Regions from separate parts of the Zea mays genome. Here region 2 is linked to region 1. The links are chromatin contacts, called in public Hi-C maps. All regions are on one chromosome and are shown on one strand. Each heading gives the region's core, a stretch centred on a gene start, on an enhancer-like site or on the middle of the called end of the contact. The rest is flanking DNA. Distances are from core to core; before and after follow the strand shown.

Evidence for each region. A called contact is a pair of places that touch in the nucleus more often than the background predicts.
Region 2: a contact with region 1 is called in a Hi-C map of tassel, with 2.9 times the contacts expected there. The contact joins the promoter of LOC100281729 here to the enhancer-like site in region 1. A contact is called at or near these places in 2 of 25 Hi-C or Micro-C datasets (leaf and tassel).

The regions. Positions count from the first base shown.
Region 1 is chr5:10,054,321-10,058,927 of Zm-B73-REFERENCE-NAM-5.0, forward strand. No RefSeq gene overlaps it. Among protein-coding and RNA genes, the nearest start is that of LOC100381303, 54 kb to the left of the region's middle. Within about 2 kb of position 1,486, at least 19 of the 20 cell types and tissues checked have an H3K27ac peak or open chromatin away from gene starts, as enhancers often do. A contact at or near this core is called in leaf and tassel, where this site is marked.
Region 2 is chr5:10,134,632-10,138,744 of Zm-B73-REFERENCE-NAM-5.0, forward strand. It overlaps LOC100281729 (symbiotic ammonium transporter), which reads left to right and starts at 1,770. Exons shown (of 5, transcript NM_001353171.1): 1 at 1,770-1,832; 2 at 1,995-2,148; 3 at 2,245-2,787; 4 at 2,906-3,286; 5 at 3,405-4,113. The coding sequence starts at 2,122. The coding sequence ends at 3,479.

The DNA of each region.
Region 1 (4,607 bases), core at 236-2,735:
GACCAATTTGTCCGCGCCTGCAGAGCCTGACTCAGGGTGCTTTAAGTTTCGTGCGAGTCTGACTCCACATCTGCACGCAGGTAACCAAACACACACCTCGCATACGTAGAGCCTGGTTGACAACAACCAAACACTAGTTCATTGCATCCCGTGCTGCAAGCACCATCAAATACAGGCAACCAAACACATGGAGTAGTGTTTGAGAACCCAAAGCATTAGAGCGGAGAGTGAAAACGTGGTAGCAACAGACGGTTTCTAGGAAATTAGTTTTAGGAACAAAAAAATGGGTGTCCCTGCTGGGAATCCAGTTTAACGAAATCCAGCTTCTATCTTTTTTTATACATGAAAGACAAGTCTACAACGTGAACGTAGAAGCAATTCTAGTAGAAACGATCTTAGAAGCGAAACTTTGATGACCAGAAGCCGAATCCGGCTAGAGGCCGATCCAAGCATGTCTCTGTGTCCTCTTTTTCTCCAAACTCCACCTAGGATTTTAATGGTGTGGATTGCTCTAAGTAACAAGTACATACTCCACCGATGCATGATGCGAAAAAACCCGTTGTTGTATCGTATTCCCTCTGTTTCTTTTTATTAGTCGCTGGATAGTGCATTTTGCACTATCAAGCGACTAATAAAAAGAAACGGAGGGAGTAGTTTCTCCGGAAGCGAAGAACTATGCCGTGTCAAAACTGCATTTGAATTTCATGTCGGCAATAACATAGTGCAGAGTGCCAACGCTAACCGCTATGTGCAATCACCCTGTAATAAAGTTTCACTTGGATGAAGGGAGGTGACTGGGTCAAAGGCTCAAAGCAGCGGATGGCGAACCGAGCTTGGGCTTGGCTGCCCCTCCCACGAATCCGGGAGACTTGTGCGTGCGTCTGAACCCGCCCCGGGCTCTCCCCGCTGCCGCGCCCGCGACGCGAAGCCAGGATAGGAAAACGTGCGCCACGCCGCGCCCCTGCCTGAAATAGCCGAGTGAGTAGCCGCTGAGTGCGCACGCGACGCGGGGTCCCCGCCCGGGACGCGGAAGTCCAACAAGCCAGCCAGCCAGCCAGCCGGGCAGGGTGGAGTCGTTGTCGTCGCCGCGTCGGGTTGGTGCAGTGCCTCCAAGATTCTGGCAGAACCTGTGGCTACGGACCCGGTCGTACCGATGCTTCCCGCTGCTTTCGGCCGTGTCGGCGAGCCGGGGAAAGAGATGCTCATTAGTTTCTACTGTATCTGAGAAAAAAAACCTTTTTTAAGTCCTAAATCAAATTTACTTTCTCTAATTTGAGTACTCAATGCTAGAGTTGACATGAGCGAGAGAGAGAGAGAGTCACTACTACTCGTCGATGCTGCTCTCACGCTCAGTCTTCAGGAGAAGAAAAACGGGGCAAACTGGATAGATAATTTAGCTAGCTAGCTAGCTAGATTAGTTAGCTGGCTGCGGGCTAGCCAGCCTTCTAGATCAGATGACGGGACTTTTGACCGTACCGTGTGCTGATACCTCATCATTGGCGTCATAGAATTCGGTAGTACAAGGACAAGAAACTCAAGAGATGCTGGAGCTAAGCTACAGGACAAGAAACTCTAGCTAGCTGGGGGACAACATCAACGTACGTGTACTGCGATGGTGTTCACATATTGTTGACCCTCCATTTTCTTGATCTAATCTAACATACTGAAACATGAACGTTCCCGGCCCTGAGCCTAATTAGAGTACGTTCGGTTGACAGGGAATAGAAGACCGGAACTGTTCCGGCCCGGATTGCTTCTCTAATTTGTATAAGTTTTGATCAACAGGAATAATTCTTGGTGTAATCGTGTAGAAACGAACGTGCCCTTAAGAAGAAGACAACTATAGATGGCCAGATGGGCCGGGTCAAGCGGGCCGGCCCGAGGCACGGCCCGGTAAGTCGTGCCTAAGCCCGACCCGGCCCGATGCTAAACGGGCCCGTGCTAGCCCGGCACTATGCCCGTGTCGGGCTTGGGCCGTGATCCAGGCACGCCGTGCCGGCCCGGCACGGCCCGTTTAAACGGTAAGCACGGCCGGCCCGACTCCACGGTAAACCCCCCGCGCCCGCCCCCCACCCAGTCACACCGCACACGCACACAGCCGCACACCCAGGTCAGGTCCCCTCCCCTCGTCTCCCTCGCCCCGTCGCCCGTTCCCCTCCCTCGTCTCCCTCGCCCAGATCTCCTCGCCCAGGCGCGGAGGCACCCAACTCCGTCGACGTCGATGCGTCGGCCGTCGGCCGCCGTGCTTCCTGGATCCTCCGTCCTCGGCACGTCGTCGGCATCCTGGCTCCTCCGTGCTCAATCGACCTCGCGCGAGCGCCGGTGGACTGGATCTGCTCCGGTGCTTCCCCCTCCTCTTCTCCGGACTCCGGTGGACTGGATCTGCGGATCTGCCTCTCCTCTGTCCTCTCCATCTCCGGTGGACTGGTTCTCCTCTCCTCCGTCTCTGGATCTGATCTGGTAAGGTAAATCCCTCCACCTCTCCGCTCTCCGGTGGACTGGGTCACAGCCGGCTGCCTGTTTGGCCATCTATACCGTGTGTTTGTGCTCATTTAGTCTCTCTGTTCTTCTATCTGGCTCTGTGTCCCTGGATCTGCCGTCGTCGGTGCATTGGTGTCTCCTCCGTCTCTGGATCTACTCCCTAAACATTGTTCTTGGTAATCGCCGACGGAACTGGTGCTCCGGCCTTCGGCCAAGGTATGATCTGCAAACCCTAAACCCTAATCACCTCTGTCTCTATCAGCTCTACTCTCCTAATCCCCTCTGTCCTGATCTAATCGCAGGCCATGAGGGACCTGGTGCCGGCGATGGATCGTCGATACGATCCGACCTCCATTAACCATGAACTGGTGTTGATGGGTCAAGTCCCAGACGATGTGGACGACGTGCACGATGGTCTGGAGGATCTCTTTGGTTCCACTGCCCCTACCCCTACCCCTACCATCAACCTCGGCGACGACAATGTCGCTGCCGAGGGCGAGGCTCCCCCAGATGGCAGTGGTGCTGCTACTGCGACTGCCTCCACTACGGCAAGCACGGGTAGGAAGAGAAAATGCACATCCGATGTCTGGGAGGACATGGATAAGATTTTCGCCACTGAAAATGGAGTGGAGGTAAGAGTAGGAGCTAGATGTCATTTCTGCAAGAAAGAACTTGCTGCACGTTCTACCATTGGCACTGGCCATTTGGCTCGGCACAGGGAAAAATGCAAACGGCTCCATGGCCGCACTGGTAACCAGTCCATGCTTAGATACAATGCTGATGGTAGTGTTTTTCGTTGGGAATATAGTGCTGAAGTTGCTCGTGTTCAGTTATGTCGTTTGATTGCTAGGTTAGACCTTCCATTATGCTTTGCTGATTGTGATGCATTTGATGTCTATATTAAAACTGCCCATAATCCTAGACATTGCAATGTTTCTAGGCAAACTACAACTAGAGATATGGAAAAGTACTTTAAAGAAAGACATGCTATAGTGGCTGAAAAACTGAAATCTGTTACTTCTGTTGCTTTAACATCTGATATCTGGAGTGGCAATGCTAAAGAAGATTATTTATCTGTTGTTGCACATTTTGTTAACTCTGATTGGCAGTTAGAAAAAAGAATTCTTGCTATGCGTCTCATTGATTGTTCCCACTCTGGCAACAACATTGCAGAGAGGATTTATGCTGTTGTTCAAGAATATGAATTAAGTGATAAGGTTTTCTCCATTACTTTAGATAATGCATCTGCTAACACAAGAGCAATGGACCACCTAGCACCTTTGCTATCTGGTTACATTGGTTCTTTGTTATTGCATCAACGTTGTGCATGCCATATCATTAACCTTGCTGTGCATGCCACATTTGAGGAACTAAAACCTTACCTTGAAGATTTTAGAACTGCCATCTCTTTTTTGAACTCATCCAACCAAAGAATTGCTGCATATAAAAGTTTTTGTGTTGCTATGGGAGTAAGACCTCGTAAGTTTGGTTTAGACATGGATGTGAGATGGAACTCTACCTATCTTATGCTAAAGCATCTCATACCTTACAATAGCACATTCTCTGTGTTTATTCAGACACACTACCACCCTAGAGAAGAGGGTGCTACACTCTTAACTGATGCACATTGGTATGTTGGTGAGAAAATATTGGAGTTCCTTGAAAGGTTCTATGATTCTACTGTTGTGATGTCTGGTGTCTATTATCCCACTTCACCTCTAATGTTGCACCACATTCTGCATATTAATAAGCACATGAATATGTATGAGAATGATAACTTGCTTAGACATGTAGTTGTCCCAATGAAAGACAAATTCTTAAAGTACTGGGGAACAATTCCTTACCTATATGCATTTGCATTTATACTTGACCCTAGAGCTAAAATGAGAGGTTTCAACAATGTCCTTGCACTGTTGTCTCAACTTTCACATTCTGATTACTCTAGTTATCTAACTTCTGTGAGGGCTGAGTTGAATGATTTATTCAATAAATATGATGACAAATTTGGTTCTGTGAGGTTGCAGAGGCCTTCAAATGCTACCCCTGGTGAAGGTAAGAGCAAATATGCTTGGGATTTGGTGTTTGGTGGTGGTGCAGATTGCATTGGTACCAGTTCTTCAATGGGA
Region 2 (4,113 bases), core at 520-3,019, 81 kb after region 1:
AGTATGGTCTCTTGTACCTTCTTCGATCGGTTGTTTTATCTTTGCATTGGAGCAGTTATATTGAAGCGAGTTCGTTGGATCTGCGGGTCAGAGATGCAGGGAAGCATGGGTATCCTTCATGAAAACTATAGGGCTTTCTTATCAGGATAATAAGTGGCACTACTACATTGCTGCTGCATGCATGCTCTGGTCTGGTCACAGATATATAAAGCTAAAGGGCAACAGTTTGCGGCAACGCAAGTAGCTACAGCTCCATCAGTCGTCAAGAGGCTCTGTCGCATTTAGGCAATAACAATTTGTTTGTTTAGCCTAAATAATCTGATTTATTTGTGCTCCGCAATTTAAGACTGTCTCCAGCACTCCAGCAGAGTATGTAAAATAAGAGATATAAAACTACAGATAACACTGTTTGAAGAGAGAAGTTTGAAATACGGGATATAACAGGAGATGAGATAGGAGATTTGCTGAAGATAGCCTAATAATTAAGTAATTGTGTACATGTTATTCTACACAATACACACTGCAACCCCAAGTTACAAATGAATTGAATATATACACACATGTCATATGTAGAATCACACATATTGATTCACATGGATGAATGGTTTGTTTGAACCATGCATCTAACAAAGACCCAAATAAAATACAGGATTTAGTTTAAATCAAGTTAGTTAAGCTGCACCACACACACTATCACAACCCCCGAATATTACCTTGAGTGGTAAAAGTTTTCTTGAGGGCCAAAAACAAAACCGCCAAGAAGTGTAGGTAGTTTCTTTGGCGGAAAATGGATATTATTGTTGTTGAGTGTAGGTAGTTTCTTTCGCCAAAACAAAACCAGAGATCCTTGTTTTTGCCGCCGCCCCCCCCCCCCCCCCCCCCCCCCCCCGCACAATCTAGTCAAAGATGTGGGAAGAACCCTATTATTCCCCTCAAAAGTGCTTAATTAAAACACGAGACTCAATTGACCAGACATGCACGTGGTAACGAGTAGTAATCCCTCTCTCAATTCACCAGACTAGCAGAGATCCTTGGTAGTCCCCCCCCCTCTCCTCCTAGCTCAGCTGTCCATGTAATTAACCCTTGATCAAGAGTTTGGAGCCACATCATACTTTGCTCCAACCACTGCTCCTTTAAAATCCGCGCGCAGCTCTCTCTCTCCTTCCCACGAAACGGCCCAACGGGCGACGCACCTAGGTGCGGTTGGGAGTCCACCCCAGGCCGGCCCTGCGAGTCCTGTAGATAATCTGTGGGCAAATCTCTTGATTAATCCACCGTTAGATCGGTCACCAGGTCATAGTCCACCATGGCATCTTTATTCTTTACACTGGCAAGCCACAAGGCTGCAGTGGCAACAAAATACATATCCAGCGCATTAATATGCACAAATCATTTCCCCAAAAAATAAAAAGTAAAAATTGCACAGACCACTGGTGTGTGTGTTGCCTCCCTAGCTAATGACGATCGTTCGTCGGGCGATTGTTTATCCCCGGACTAAACGATCCAGGCTGAGCTAGTAAGAAGTTGCCGTCTGTCGGGATATGAGTGGAGGAGGATCAAAGTAAACACCACCTCCTACATCTACATGCCTGCAGGATATATGCTGCACAATACAAAATGAATTCAATAATAAACTACGGTTCGTTCACACAAGTAGGAGTAGAGATCAATAAGACGGACGCCACCACTTGCACATTCACACGCAACACCCCCCGCCCGAGCAGAGTTTATATAAACAAGGCGATCGATGCGGCATCATGTCCATCCCACCACTCTCACTCACATCTCCATTGGTGGCCATTGCGAACGAACCCGAGCTCCGATCTCCACAGGTCCGTTGGTCGCGCTCTTCCTACCTTGCATCCTGAGCCACTCCAGCTATGTTATGTAGTATGGAGCAGCAGTACAGCTGGTTTTGGACATCGCACATCGCCTGCACAATGCGGTGATCTCCTCTCTGACACCCCCCGGCCGGGTCTGTTGATGCTGTGCAGGACTTGTTGAGCTTCCAAGCAGCTAGCAGCAGCATCGAGCGCTAGCAGTCCATTTGGATTTTGGTTTGGAATTGGAAGCAAGCAAGACGTCCAATTCCCAGTCCTCACCAATCAAATCAACCTGCAGATGGCAACGCAGTGGTTCTCCAACATGGTGAGTCCGTCCGTTACCGCGCTTTCACCTGCCGTCCCATTCCACGGCCCGCCCGCCGCTGAATGTGCCCTTTTTCTTGCCTGCCGCCGCGCGCAGGTGGTGGACGAGCCGAGCTTCTTCCACCAGTGGCAGTCGGACGCGCTGCTGGAGCAGTACACGGAGCAGCAGATCGCGGTCGCGTTCGGCGGCCACGGGGGTCTGGACCTCGACCTCGACCTGGACCTGGACCACGGCGTGGCGACGCCGCCGCCGCTGCAGCGAGTACCCGCGCCGGCGGCCGACCACCGCCCGCGCAAGGCGGCCAGGGGCAACGCCAGCTGGGACTCGTGCGTCACGGAGCAGGGCTCCCCCGACGACTACTCCTCGCCGACCATCCTCTCCTTCGCCGGCCACCACGCCAAGGCGCCCAAGCAGGAGCTGCTCGACGCCGCCGCCGCCGCGCTGCCGTCGTTCCAGCAGGCGCGCCCGGCGCCCAAGCGCTCCTACGACGACATGATGGCCGAGGCCGCCAGGTCGCCGGCGGCCGCCGCACGCCCGGCCTCACAGAACCAGGACCACATCTTGGCCGAGCGGAAGCGCCGCGAGAAGCTCAGCCAGCGCTTCATCGCGCTCTCCAAGATCGTCCCGGGCCTCAAGAAGGTACGAGTACGAATCGACACGAGTGTCCAAAATCCATGGCGACATGCCCCGAGCACCGACCACCAGCCAGCCGCCCAGTTCCCGTCAACCAACTAGCTAATTGTAACTGGTTTCGCAGATGGACAAGGCATCCGTGCTCGGCGACGCGATCAAGTACGTGAAGCAGCTGCAGGACCAGGTGAAGGGGCTGGAGGATGACGCCCGGAGGCGCCCGGTGGAGGCGGCGGTGCTGGTCAAGAAGTCGCAGCTGTCCGCCGACGACGACGAGGGCTCCTCCTGCGACGACAACTCCGTGGGCGCCGAGGCCTCCGCCACGCTTCTGCCGGAGATCGAGGCCCGGCTGTCGGGCCGCACGGTGCTGGTGAGGGTCCACTGCGACAACCGCAAGGGGGTGCTCATCGCCGCCCTCTCCGAGGTGGAGCGCCTCGGCCTCTCCGTCATGAACACCAATGTGCTCCCCTTCACCGCCTCCTCCCTCGACATCACCATCATGGCCATGGTGAGTCAGCTCGATCAGCCACTCTCTCTCTGTCTGCCATGCATGCTGCTTTCTTCTTCAGCACACACACTTAGTCATTCCTCACGTGATGCTAACTCATCTGGCGATTTTCTCGCAGGCTGGTGACGACTTCTGCTTGTCTGCAAAGGATATTGTCAAGAAGCTAAATCAAGCATTCAAATCACCCTTCTGATGGGATTAGCTTAATCTATGTCAACTTTTTTCCCATTAGCCTTAAGGATTTGAGGCTAATGGTTAGGTTATCAGGTCCTTCCTTGCCTTTGCTTCCGAAGAGAGTTGCTTGCAGTCCCCAAGAGTCCCCCCACACAAAGATAGCCATTTCCACTGGTTTTTTGCTACATGGGTGCAGAGATTGATCACCTAGCTAGTTACCTACTTACCATCCCATTTTATCTGTCTCTCCAGTTTTTTACATGGTTTGATGTTGTCACTCCATGTTTTTGGGAGAGAGCAGATTGTAAAAAAAAAACAGCCTTTTTTTCTAGGGCTTTGCTATATAGGCCTGGGGAGTTTGACTTTTACAAACCTAATTTTTCTTTCTCCCCTTCGCCCGTATGTTGCCCTTTAATTCACCTTGTTTTTTCCATGAGAGGATGGTGTTTTTCAAACACCAGCACCTACCTTCGCCGTCCTCTCAACCTTGATCACACTGCTCCCAGAAAAAGCTTCAGTTGTGGAGAAAATGGCGCCGTCTTTTTTTTTAATCAGCTCTGAGGGGGACTTTGCAAGCCTTGATTTGGAAGTACTGTAGGGATGCCTCACTTCTATTGTTTCTGTTTTTTTTGAGGGTCCTACAAGTTGGCCGC